Regions from separate parts of the Ovis aries genome. Here region 1 is linked to region 2. Evidence: chromatin contacts called from public Hi-C data. All regions are on one chromosome and are shown on one strand. The core of a region is the stretch at or near the end of the contact, and the rest is flanking DNA. Distances in the headings are between cores, read along the strand shown. Region 1 has its middle 17 kb from the start of SERINC2. Region 2 holds the start of TINAGL1 (tubulointerstitial nephritis antigen like 1).

The links. A called contact is a pair of places that touch in the nucleus more often than the background predicts.
Region 1: a contact with region 2 is called in a Hi-C map of muscle, with 3 times the contacts expected there. The contact joins the enhancer-like site here to the promoter of TINAGL1 in region 2. A contact is called at or near these places in 3 of 16 Hi-C or Micro-C datasets (liver, muscle and tail adipose tissue).

What each region holds. Positions count from the first base shown.
Region 1 is chr2:236,011,668-236,017,924 of ARS-UI_Ramb_v3.0, reverse strand. No RefSeq gene overlaps it. Among named protein-coding and RNA genes, the nearest start is that of SERINC2, 17 kb to the right of the region's middle. Within about 2 kb of position 2,089, at least 25 of the 54 cell types and tissues checked have an H3K27ac peak or open chromatin away from gene starts, as enhancers often do. A contact at or near this core is called in liver and muscle, where this site is marked.
Region 2 is chr2:235,923,133-235,929,300 of ARS-UI_Ramb_v3.0, reverse strand. It overlaps TINAGL1 (tubulointerstitial nephritis antigen like 1), which reads left to right and starts at 3,139. Exons shown (of 13, transcript XM_042245024.1): 1 at 3,139-3,310. LOC101107259 (antizyme inhibitor 2-like) reads left to right here. Exons shown (of 7, transcript XM_042245025.2): 7 at 1-644.

The sequences.
Region 1 (6,257 bases), core at 840-3,339, 90 kb before region 2:
TTCTTCTTTTTAACTGAATTGTAGTTGATTTACCATGTGTTAATTTCTTCCATGCTGCGAAGTGGTTCAATTATATATATTCTTTTTCATTCTGGTTTATCCCAGGATATTGAATATAGCTCCCTTTGCTATACAATAGGACCTTGTTGTTCATCTGTATTTTAATATCTCTTAATTGTAAATTCATATCATTTAATTTTTTAAGACAATGACTCTTCAACAACCTGAAATTGCAGAATTCCCAAAACTTTAGCAGCTGACTGCTGTGAGCTGGTGTGAGCCAGCTTGGTGCGCTGCTTTTCTTGTCACACCCAAACACATCCCATGGGACATTGCCAATAAAAGAGGCCCCATGACTAGAGAGACTGTGGGGAAGCTGTTTACCCTGGAAAATCTGAGCTGGTTTGTGCCTTGGAGCAGAGGAAGAAACTTGAAGCAATGACTCTGTCAAATTCAAGGCCACATAGACGCAGCTAGTTTGGCTTGGCCATTTTGAGTCCTTCATATCAAAATATGAGTTTTCTTTTTATTATTAAGGCTCACCAGACATCTCTGCCCCTTGACCTCAGCCCCTCTCTGCATCCCACTCTGTGTCCGAGACTCACTTCACTTGTCACAGTCTGTTGATACCTCTTTTCAACTTAGGCACCCAGAGAAGAAGCCCTTTTTTTTAGATTTTTCTGTCTCCATCAACAACTTGCTTGTCCCTCTTTCCCAGGTAAAAGCAGAATTTTCACTAAGATCACTATCTTTGCACAAGTCAACGTGACAGGAAAAACTGTTTAATTTTAGAAGAATTTAGCACCTGTTTTACTCATCCTCACCTTTCAAAACCCTACTCACATGTTACCTCCCTTCTGATGTTTCATTTTCCAACACTGCTACGGCTATGACTTGTCCATAATCTTATCGTTCCTGTTCAGACAAGAGTGTGAATGTTTGTTTACTAATCAGTGCCCCTGACTTGACTGTGAATTTTTCCTCAAGCGCAAGGATTGTGTCTGTCTTGTATGCTATCGTATGACCAGTGACCAGTACAGGGTCTGGTCCTAGGTGAGGGTTTTTTCAGTAAATATACCAGATTGAAAAACTTGAATATATATTCAATGCCATGTGACGCTCTATATTGGAGAAGGCAATGGGAACCCACTCCAGTACTCTTACCTGGGAAATCCCATGGACGGAGGAGCCTGGTAGGCTTCAGTCCATGGGGTCGTGAAGAGTCAGACACGACTGAGTGGCTTCACTTTCACTTTTCACTTTCATGCATTGGAGAAGGAAATGGCAAGCCACTCCTGTGTTCTTGCCTGGAGAATCCCAGGGACAGGAGAGCCTGGTGGGCTGCCGTCTATGGGGTCGCACAGAGTCGGACACGACTGAAGTGACTTAGCAGCAGCTTAGCAGACTCTATAAGCCCTGGGAGATAATTTTGACTTAGTCCTTCTTTCAAGGAAGCTCTCCTTGGGGCCTCTTGCACCTCCTCTTAATCTCCCTAAACACATATTTCCCACTTAGATTCCTAAATGTCAGCCAGAGAGGTCCTGAGACCGTTTGGTTCCATCAGCTTGTTGTGCAGATGAGGAAACTGAAACCCAGGGAAGTGCGGGAAATTGCCTGAGCTCACATGGCTCATTAAGAGTTTCCCAGGTGACGCTGGTGCTAAAGAGCCCGCCTGCCAATGCAGGAGACATAAGAAACACGGGTTCAATAGGGTTCAATCCCTGGATCAGGAAAACCCCCTGGAAGAGGGCATGGCAACCTACTGCAGTATTCTAGCACGGAGAACCCCAGGGACAGAGGAGCCTGGTGGGCTGTGGTCCACAGGGTCACAAAGAGTCAGACACGACTGAAGCGACTTAGCAGACACCCACACAGCTCCTTAGAAGGATGGAAACCAAGCCTTATGCTTTCCAGATCAGGCTTCATCCTGTAACTGCCGTCCTTAGAGAAGCGGGCCCAGAGAGAGGAAGGTGAGCACAAGCTCACACAGCGATTGAGGAGCAGAACCAGGGCATGGGAATTCTACCCCATCCAGATCTCCTTGGGACCTTTCCCTTCCTCTGAGGCTTGACAGTGATACTTGTGGGTGCCGCCTCTACCTACTCAGGGTCGGGGATCAAGACTGGGGAGGGGCGATTCTGCAGGTTCTCACCTGGGAACTGAGGGAAGCATGCATCAGTTTGCCCACTAGGGGGCAATAGAGAGCCCAACTAGGATAGCTGTCCACTGAGCCTCCAGCCAAGGTTCTTGTACTTGGGCCCAGCGGGAAAACTGAGGCCCTGGGAGGAGAGGGACTTGCAGAGGTCACTCTGAGTGCCAGAGGCAGAGCTGGCACTTGATCCGGGCTTCCTGAAACCAGTCAGGTGCCTTCCCTGGACAGCTGACAGGGGCCTGGAGGGGGCGAGGCTTCTCTGCCCTTTTGCTGACCACTCAGACCAGGCTGTGCTGCGCCACACCCCCCAAGTGGCATGACATTGCACGTCTCCCTGCAACACACTGGCCAGGGCTGAGTCACACTCTGCTTCTTTCCTGTTCTGTTCGGCCCGCCCCGCCCCCCTGCCCTGCCCTGCTGCCTCCTGTCACTAGCACAGGTCTTTGTGGTTTAGGAAACATTGTCACTCTCTGCTTACCCAGGGTGGGCCTGGGGTGAGGTGAGGTGGATTCCAGTCAGACCAGCCACTCAACCCCAGACCAGGTTTGTTTTGTTGCAAGTCTTTTTGGGCCTTAGTTTCCTTATCTCTCAGGCAGATAATATAGTAGTTCTTATCTCTCAGGGGTTTTGAGAGGCTTAGATGAGATAGCACATAAAGTTCTTCCATGCTTTTTATCAAGCCTGAAAACTGAATAGCATCTGGGAGAAACTGCCTCCCCCTTACAGATGACAGACTGAGACGCAGAGAGGTCAGTGAGCCACAATGACGCAACTTCCTAGCTGAGGGCCAGGTATGGTTGCCAGGCCAGGACTCAAGGGTGTGAGAAGTGGAACTTTCTCTTTCTCTGTGTCTGAGTTGGTGTTGGGGAGAGGAGTGTACAGAGAGCTAAGGCTTGGGTAGGCCTCTGGGTCTCCCAGCCTTGAGTCTGCATGGGTTGCCTTGGTGCCTTTGGGGGCCAACATCCCTCTCTGCTTCTTCTGTGGAGGGCGTAAGAATCGTTCTGCTGAGTTGGGCCACACTGGGGGTCCTTCTGGCAGGTCCTCCTTTGGGCTCTTGCAGGGGCCTCTCAGCACCCACGATATCTCTGCTATCATCACTCTGTCCATCCTTCCTCTCGTTCTAGCCTTGGGAGGCCTTCAGTCTGCTTAACAGCCTCTCTTGCATGGGGAGTGGGGAGAATAGAAAAAGGGAAAAATATTCAGAGAGAAACAAAGAGATCAGTTACATCAAAACCTACTGAAATGGCTTTTCTGTACAAAGCATGGTTCTGGGCCCTGGGGTTGCAGCTATGAGCAAGCCAGACACAGGCTCTCCTCTCAGGGGGAGTTGGGGCGGGCAGACAGTCATGGTCAAAAGGGCTACCATTTATGGAATCCTGCTGCGTGCCTGTGCCATCTCCCTCCTCCCAACAACATAATGACATAAGTGTTACTATTATCCCCATTTTATAGGTAAGGAAAAAGAAGTAGAGAGGTTCAGAACTTGCTCCAGCTAGTAGATAATAGGGGGTAGGATTCTGAACCTGGCAGTCTGAAAATTAAATAAGGTCATGGAGTGGAGAAGGGCTGGCCATGGGTCCAGCCAGAATGGACCCTTCCAGCATTCCCAAGTGAGGAGGTGGAGTTTGAGGCAAGACCCCACTAATGGTAAGAAGCAGGCAAGCCTGGATCTGGGGGATGAACATTCCAGGCAGAGAGAATGGCAAGTGCAAAGGCTCTGAGGCGAGAATGAACTTGACTCATCAAGGGCCAGAAAGAAAGTCACTGTGGCTGGGAGGTCAGGAGGTGAGGGGAGGAGTAGACGGACCCAGATTGGCAATACTAAACTCCATGCAGCGGAGGCGGGTTGCAGCCATCTGGCCTCTTCTCTTGAGCTTGGCAGGGCCAAGTGCTATGCCCATAAACCCCAAGAGGTCATTATCTCCTGTCCCTGCAGGCAGCTGGGACCCCCACCGCCAAGGCTTCTTCTAATCTCTCACTAGTCCTGGGACCCTGAGGACTATCTAGCTGCCAAGGGTGGGCTGGAGTGGGGGGCCTGAGGCCCTGAGAAGCCTTGTTGCTGCTAGGGCACCAGGCAGGACGTGCAGAGCCCTGAGTCAAAGCCCTGACGTCTGTCCCAGCGGTGGCAAAGGCGTTTCAATTGGAGTCATTAAGATCACTGAGCCTTGATGGCCTAGATTTGAGCCACGCTGTCCTCACCCGCTCCCCCCGACTTCCTGGCCTGACCTCTCCAACCACCCATGACAGGAGAGGCCCCTCTGGAGGCACTATTTAGCACCCCTCTTCTGGATTCCAGGGCTTTCTCCCTGCCCCCAGTCAGGGAAAGAGCGTCTTTCAGAGAGCAGCCATTGCCTGTCTCTCTTCCCCTCGGAATCCTGGGGTTCAGCTGAGACCAGTGCAACCACATTTCCCAGGGCCTCCTGGTCCTTCTTGCCCTCTGGAAATTTTCACCCATGGCTGCCTTTGCCCACGCTGTCCCCTCGCTTGGAATGTTCTTTCGATTTCTGTTTACACTGAAAATTCCTCCTACCTTATTCCTCAAGGATTGTAATAGGTGAATTTCTTTCTTCGTTCCTTCCCTCCTTTCTTTCTCTCTTCTTCTTTTTCTTTCCCCCTTCCTTCCTTTCTCCCCGTGATTCATTGATTTTATTCATGCATTTTGAGTAGTCATTCATTCAGCTTCCACCAGGCACTAGGGCACAGAGAGGGTAGGACAGATTCTGAGGTCAAGGAGTAAATTAACCTGTGTGAGAGGCGGAAGGTAAACAAGCAAGACAGACTACATAATGGACAGGTCCCGGTGCAAAATAAACATGTGAGACCCTTTGTTAAAAAGCTCAATCAGAATTTCAAAGTGGCGACAGCAGAGCATTAAACCAATTGAGAAGCCCTTCCTAACCAGGAGGTTCTTCTTCAGAGGTTGTGTGCCCAGGAAGGTGACCCCAAGAACTAGTGATTCCATCAGACTGTGATGGAATTCACAGATTCCATCCCTGAATCCATCAGTGATTCCAGGCAGTGGGCAGGTGAGCCTGGGCATTATCCAGGAGGAGGTGTTGTCCACAAATGGCCAAAAGCAGCAGGGAAATGGAAGGACTCTTGGGTACAAGATTTCTTTTGGGGGTGCTGAAAATGTTCTGGGGTTAGATAGTGGTGGTGATTGTACAACCTTGCGATTGTGCTAAAACCCACTGGTTTGTCACTTTAAAACATGTGGATTTTACGGTATGTGGAATATATTTCAACAAAGCTGTTTTTTTTTTAAAAAAAATCATGAATATAATACGGTGAAGAATTAGGGTGACCAGCTGTCCCAGTTTGCCCAGAACTAAAGGTTTTCCTGGGACATGAGACTTTCAGTGGGAAAACCAGAAAAGTCCCAAGCAAAACAGGACAAGTTGGTCACTCTGCATAGAATACAAACTTTACTTTTATTTGAGTGATCAAATGCAAGAATTTAAAGAAATTTCCTGAGAGGTAAGTCAGGGGAAAGTTTAAGGTGCACTGACCTAAATGTCTAACAACAGGAGGTAAATTCATTCATTCATCCAGTTCATTCATCCTTTCCTTCATACATTCCCCAGTGACGTGTAAAGGTTTTTGTCTTTTTATTCACTGCTATGCTCTGAGGAACCAGGACTCTGCCTGGCACACAGTCCATGAAGGTTTGGTAAGGGGAGCTGTGTGCTAGGTGCCAGCAGTTCCTCTTGTCCTAGGGCTTAAACTGCCTCATGGCTAGTTTTATAAGCAGGCCAATAAGACACAAGTGAAGGGGACTTCCCTGGTGGTCCAGTGGCTAAGACTCCAAGCTCCCGATGTAGGGGGCCTGGGTTTGATCCCTGGTCAGGGAACTAGGTCCCATATGCTGCAACTAAGACCAGGTGCAACCAAATAGATAGATAGATAGATACATTAAATGCATTTAAAAAGGACACTAGTGAACAGATAAGGGAATAAGATAATTTCAGGTAGTAATACGTGTCATGAAGAAAGTAAGGTGATTGAGTCCCAGCAGCCTTGCTGAGAAGGTGACTCCGAGTGAAGGACACCCACTGCCGGAGCCACTCTCAGTGCTGTTAAGAAAACATCCTTTCTTTGAAAAAAA
Region 2 (6,168 bases), core at 1,890-4,389:
AGCTAATGAACCATGTGGGTGCCTCAGACCTGGCTTTGGCCTTAAGAAACACCCAGGTTTGGAGCTTGAATGGACCAGGTGTGAATACAGCCAACTCAGAAACAGAGCAAATGCTACTGCATGTTCCCCCAGCAGGCTAAAACTTGAAAAACAACATTTGAGGAGTTCTGAGCTCAAAAAAAGAATGCATCCTGCAGGGAAGGAAGATGATAGAGTCACTTCAGAATGATTGGTCACATTCTTGTAGGAAGGAAAGGGAGAGAAGACCCCAGAAGCCAAAGCCACTCATGTCCTGTGTCCTCTCACAGCTTCGCCTGATAAAACAAGACAGTCTCTGATCTCCAGCTTCTGCAGAGGGTCCTCCCCCTCTGCCAGAATCAGCCTTATCAATCTTACTGCAGCCTCCACGGCTCATGCACCCTTGGGCTACAGATATTTCTCCTGCAAACATCTCAGGAGGAGGGAATGAATCTGCGGATGTCACCCAAGGAAGGTAGCAGGTTCAGACAGCCTTTGGATAATGTGTCTCCTCCCAGAGACTGAAAATTCTGAATGGGAACATCTACCCTTACGTCCCCAGTGGTGTCTGGAAGTACAAATGTGAGTGGGCTTTAGGGAAAAAATAAAGTTTTATTCAGATGCAAGAGATTTTGATGTGTTCTGTGTTTTGCCCTTTGGGCATTTTACTGTGTGATTGTGGATATCTATCCATCCACCCATCCACCCATCTATCCCTCCATCCACCCATCCATCCATCTATCCATCCACCCACCCATCTATCCATCCATTCATTCATCTATCCATCCACCCATCTATCCCTCCATCCACCCATCCATCCATCCACCCATCCATTCATTCATCTATCCATCCACCCATCTATCCACCCATCCATCCACCCACCCATCTATCCTTCCATCCACCCATCCATCCATCCACCCATCCATTCATTCATCTATCCATCCACCCATCCATCCACCCATCCATTCATCCATCTATCCATCCATCCACCCATCTATCCATCCATCCATCCACCCACCCATCTATCCATCCATCCATCCATCCACCCACCCATCTATCCATCCATCCATCCATCCACCCATCCACCCATCCATTCATTCATCTATCCATCCACCCATCTATCCACCCATCCATCCACCCACCCATCTATCCATCCATCCATCCATCCACCCACCCATCTATCCATCCATCCACCCATCCATCCATCCACCCATCCATTCATTCATCCATCCATCCACCCATCCATCCATCCACCCATCCATTCATTCATCTATCCATCCACCCATCCATTCATTCATCTATTCATCCACCCATCTATCCACCCATCCATCCACCCACCCATCTATCCTTCCATCCACCCATCCATCCATCCACCCATCCACCCATCCATTCATTCATCTATCCATCCACCCATCTATCCACCCATCCATCCACCCACCCATCTATCCATCCATCCATCCATCCACCCACCCATCTATCCATCCATCCACCCACCCATCTATCCATCCATCCATCCACCCACCCATCTATTCATCCATCCACCCTTCTATCCATTCATTTATCCATCCACCTATCCATCCATCCACCCATCCACCCATCTATCCATCCACCCACCCATCTAGCCATCATCCATCCACCCATCCATTGATTCATCTATCCATCCACCCACCTATCTATTCATCCATCCACCCTTCCATCCATTCATTTATCCATCTATCTATCTATCCATTCATCTATCCATCCCTCCATCCACCCATCCATCCATCTATCCATCCATTTATCTATCCATTTACCCATCTATCCATCCATCCACCCACCCACCCATCCATCCAACCATCTCTCCATCCATCCACCCATCTATCCATCCATCCGTCCACCCATCTGTCCATCCACCCATCTATGCATCTATCCATCCATCCACCTATCTATCCATCTATCCACCTATCGATCCATCCATCCGTCCACCCATCTGTCCATCCACCCATCTATGCATCTATCCATCCATCCACCTATCTATCCATCTATCCACCTATCTATCCATCCATCCATCTATCCACCCTTCCACCAATCCATCTATCCATCCATCCATTCACCCATTGATCTATCTACTCATTCATCCATCCATAAAATAAAATGCAAGAGCCTAGACCTTGCCTGGCACTGTTCTAGGTACAGGTGACACATGATGGACAAGAATCTAAGCTCATGGAGCTAACTTTTTAGTTGGAAAAAGAGCATAAACAAACCCCTAAATCTAATAAAATGAAGTGGAAGCAATAAGGGCTGTGAAGAAAAATAAAGCAAGCAAGGGGCCAGTGAGTGATAAAAGACAGTGCTATTTTAGATAGAGGGGTCTGGGGAGGCCTCTCCGAGGACATAGCAGGTGAGCAGAGACCTGAAGGGAGCTTGTGCTTACCTGAGTCAGAGAGTTCCAGGCATTGGAAACAGCAAGTCCAAGGCCAGGGACAGACAGTGTTCCCTCACAGGCAAGAAGCCCGTGTGGGTGAGCAGAGTGAGTGAGGGGAGGTGTTGGGAGTTGAGGCAGGAGGAGGATTGGGGGCTGATCTCATCAAGCTTCAGGTGGGTCAGGGATCTGACTTAGCTCTGAGGCAAAAAAGGTGGGGAAGGGGCTGGGGAGGCCCTGGCAGGTTTGGGCAGGTGAATAGTGTGACAGGATGCAGAGAGAAGTTAAGGGGCTCCTGCCAGTCCTGGGAAATGACAGTGGTCACAGTACAGGTGGTGAGCTGCACCAGGTTCAGCATGGACTGCAAAGGTCAAGAGCAGAGAACTTTCTGAAGGGGTCAGAGGTGGGTAAGAGGCAAAGAGAGGAGTCCAGGACAACTCCAGGGCTTTGGGCTGTGGCTGTGGTATACAGATGGGGATGCAGGGCAGGAGGAGAAGCGGGTTAGGAGGGATTAAAATGGAGAGTTCTGTTTTGGAAAAGGCACGTATGAAAAGCCGATCCAACATCCAAATGGAGTCAGGTACAAGCATCAGATTTCAGGGCAGAGGTCGGAAGGGCAGAGGTCGGGAGGGCAGATATGACCGTCCATGGGGCGCGGTCCACACTGGTTGGACTTTCCATCCCTGGGGCTTGCCAGCTCAGCCAGGAAGTAAATAAGCAGAGGGATGACACAAGTCCTGGGAACTGAGAGGAGAAATATTCCAGGACGGCAGCCCACAGCTCTGTGCCCAGGACTCCCCCCAGAGTGGGTGAGGTGAGGGCTGAGAACGACGTCGGAGAGCGGAGGTCATCGGTGATCTTAACCAGCGGGTTTTAACGCCTAGGAAGGTTGGTGGAAGTGGGGTCCAGAGAGGATGGGGTGTGGGCACCTCTTCCAGGAAGTTAGTTGTGCTGTAAGAGGAGCAGGAAATGGGAGAGTTGCTGGAAGAGGCGCCTGTGTAGGTCAAGGAAGGTTTAAGATGAGAGATATTACAGCTTGTTTGTAGGCTCACAGGGATGACTGACAGAAGGCAAGATAACTAAGACGCAGAAAGAGAGGCGACAGTGGCAAAGCAACGTCCTTGGGTTGGTGGGAGCGGTTGGCGTCCTGTGCTCTGGGGCGGGGTTGGGGAACTGAGGTGGGGTGCGCCCAGATGGGAACTCCTCCAGTGCCTCCACAGGGACAGGCAGGTCACTGGGAGAACATGGAACTCTACTGTTTCTTTCTTAGCGGAATAAGAAGCAAGAACATGGTGGGAACGAGGAGGCAGAAGGTCCTGGTGTTCTCAGGAGAGGGGCGGAGTGGAAAAGGGACAAGAAGTGTGGAAGGATGAATGGGCCAGTGAAATGGGTGGCAATGCCAGCGCAGGTGCACACTCAAGGTTTGTGGGGGTCCATGTAGAGTGAACCCCGCCATGCAGTGTGTTTTGTATTCAGCACGTGGGCACCTGCTCTGTGGGTGCAGAATGAGTGGGGGTCACTGGGGAGGAAGAGAGCGAGGCAGGTGGAGACAGCTTAGAGAATGAGGTGCTCCTGAGGGGGACTCTCTGCAGGTCCAGGCTCCTCCTGCAGTCCTCAAAGCCTTTTCCTGAGCCCACATGCTGCCTTCCACAGCCTTTACCTGCTGGAGACTCATAATGACCCAGTGAGCAAATAACACCCCCTCTTTAGAGACGTGAACCTGCGGGTCACCTGGCTGGTAAATGGCAGAACTGAGATTTGACTTCAAAGCAGTTCAGTGTTTTTCCTTTAGGGCTGCAGGGGTGAGCACACTATGTTTAAGAAAGTCTTGCTTCTCAAATATATATATATGTATATATATGTGTGTGTGTGTGTGTGTGTGTGTGTGTGTGCTTCTCAAATATACATATATATATATATATATATATAATATATATAACGGGCTTGGCTGTTGGGAGATTAAATTTCAGGTGTTCTGAGCACCAAGTGGCCCAGGCTTTGTCGTTGTTCAGCCACAGTGATTTGCTTCCACCCACTGGCCACAATCAGTGCTGCAGCTGACCAGAAACCAACAAGGCGTTTGCTCATCTAAGGATTCGGTTTATGGGACTAACAATGCCTTTTTGAAAAGGGCTGCAGAGGAGTTCCCTTCCCCCTTTGACAAACGAGAAACGAGAGAGAAATCCAGAGAGGTGGCTTTAAAAAGCTGTCTGAACCTGTCTACTCCATGGAGTCAATAGTATTCACTGAACACCTCCTCTGTGCCAGGCACTGTTCTAGAGTCTGGGAATTGAGCAGAGATGATTGCTCTTGTAGACCTGACATTCCATGGAGGGTGGAGGTGAGGAAGGGGGAGGACAGGAACCAAACAAATAAATAAAGCAATGCTAGACTCTGGAGGATGGTGAGAAGGAATTAAAGGAGAGTGACTGGAGAGGGTGGTGGGAGGTGACGTTTGAAGAGAGACCCAGTGACTGGGGCAGTTCGGGAAAGATGCTCCAGGAAGAAGGAACAGCTCTGCAAAGGCTCGGAGGCTGTGGAAGGTGTGGGCAGTCCAGAACAGGTGGAGCCTACCAACGCCCCAGCCCAGCTATCTGTGTAGAATGTCCAGAGGTCAGAGCAGGACTTTCTAGTAGGAGGTGCATGCCACTGACCTTCCCTCAGGCAGTTCACAGCCTTGATCAGCACCCATCTGACTCACACAGCTGTCCCCTCCCTCCTGGAAACTCTCTCCTCTCTTGGGTTGTATGATACTAACTGCTGGTGGTAGGAAAATCTATGACTATTCTGTGGAAATCAAAGCTTAGCAATCAACATACAGAAGTTTCTTGTTTGAAGGAACCCACTGACATGTCAGACTTCCCTGGTGGCTCAGAGAGTAAAGCATCTGCCTACAATGCGGGAGACTCGGGTTCAGTCTCTGGGTTGGGAAGATCTCCTGGAGAAGGAAATGGCAACCCACTCCAATATTCTTGCCTGGAAAATCCCGTGGACGGAGGAGCCTGGTAGCTACAGTCCATGGGGTTGCAAAGAGTTGGACACGACTGAGCGACTTCACTGTCACTGACTTGTTAAAAGTTAGAGCAGGGAATACTGACACTCAGAGTCAAAGGTCAAGATCAACATTTCTGGGATCTGGAACAGGAGCATGTAGGAGAGAACTGGTGATGTCATCAGTTTTGCACGTAGCTTTTGCCATGTTATAAGTATGTGTTTGTGGACCTGTCTGCTGCTAATCTGTGAGCCATTCTTGCAAATAAAATGAATATTTATGTTTATATATATATTATATGAGTAAGCTTTATTCAAATCCTATGATTAGTGTTCCAACAAATAAGTTTTAGAAGCAAAGTGAAGTGAAAGTCATTCAGTCGTGTCCAACTCTTTGCGACATCCATGGAATTCTCCAGGCCAGAATACTGAAGTGGGTAGCCTATCTCTTCTCCAGCGGATCTTCCCAACCCAGGAATCAAACCAGGGTCTCCTGCATTGCAGGCTGATTCTTTACCAACTGAGCTATCTGGGAAGAAGTCCCTAATTTGGTAATTCCGCCATGTTATTCTAATACTACCCAATTATGGGGTTGCAAAGAGTCAGACATGACTGGCCAACTGAACTGAACTGTACTGAACCCAATTATGTCAGCTGATATTTTCCAGTGTTTGAATATTTGCTCTAGGCTATAGTTCTTTGTAAAGCAAAATAGTGCATCCTTAAAAACAGGAAAGTTATAGGAAGAAACATGT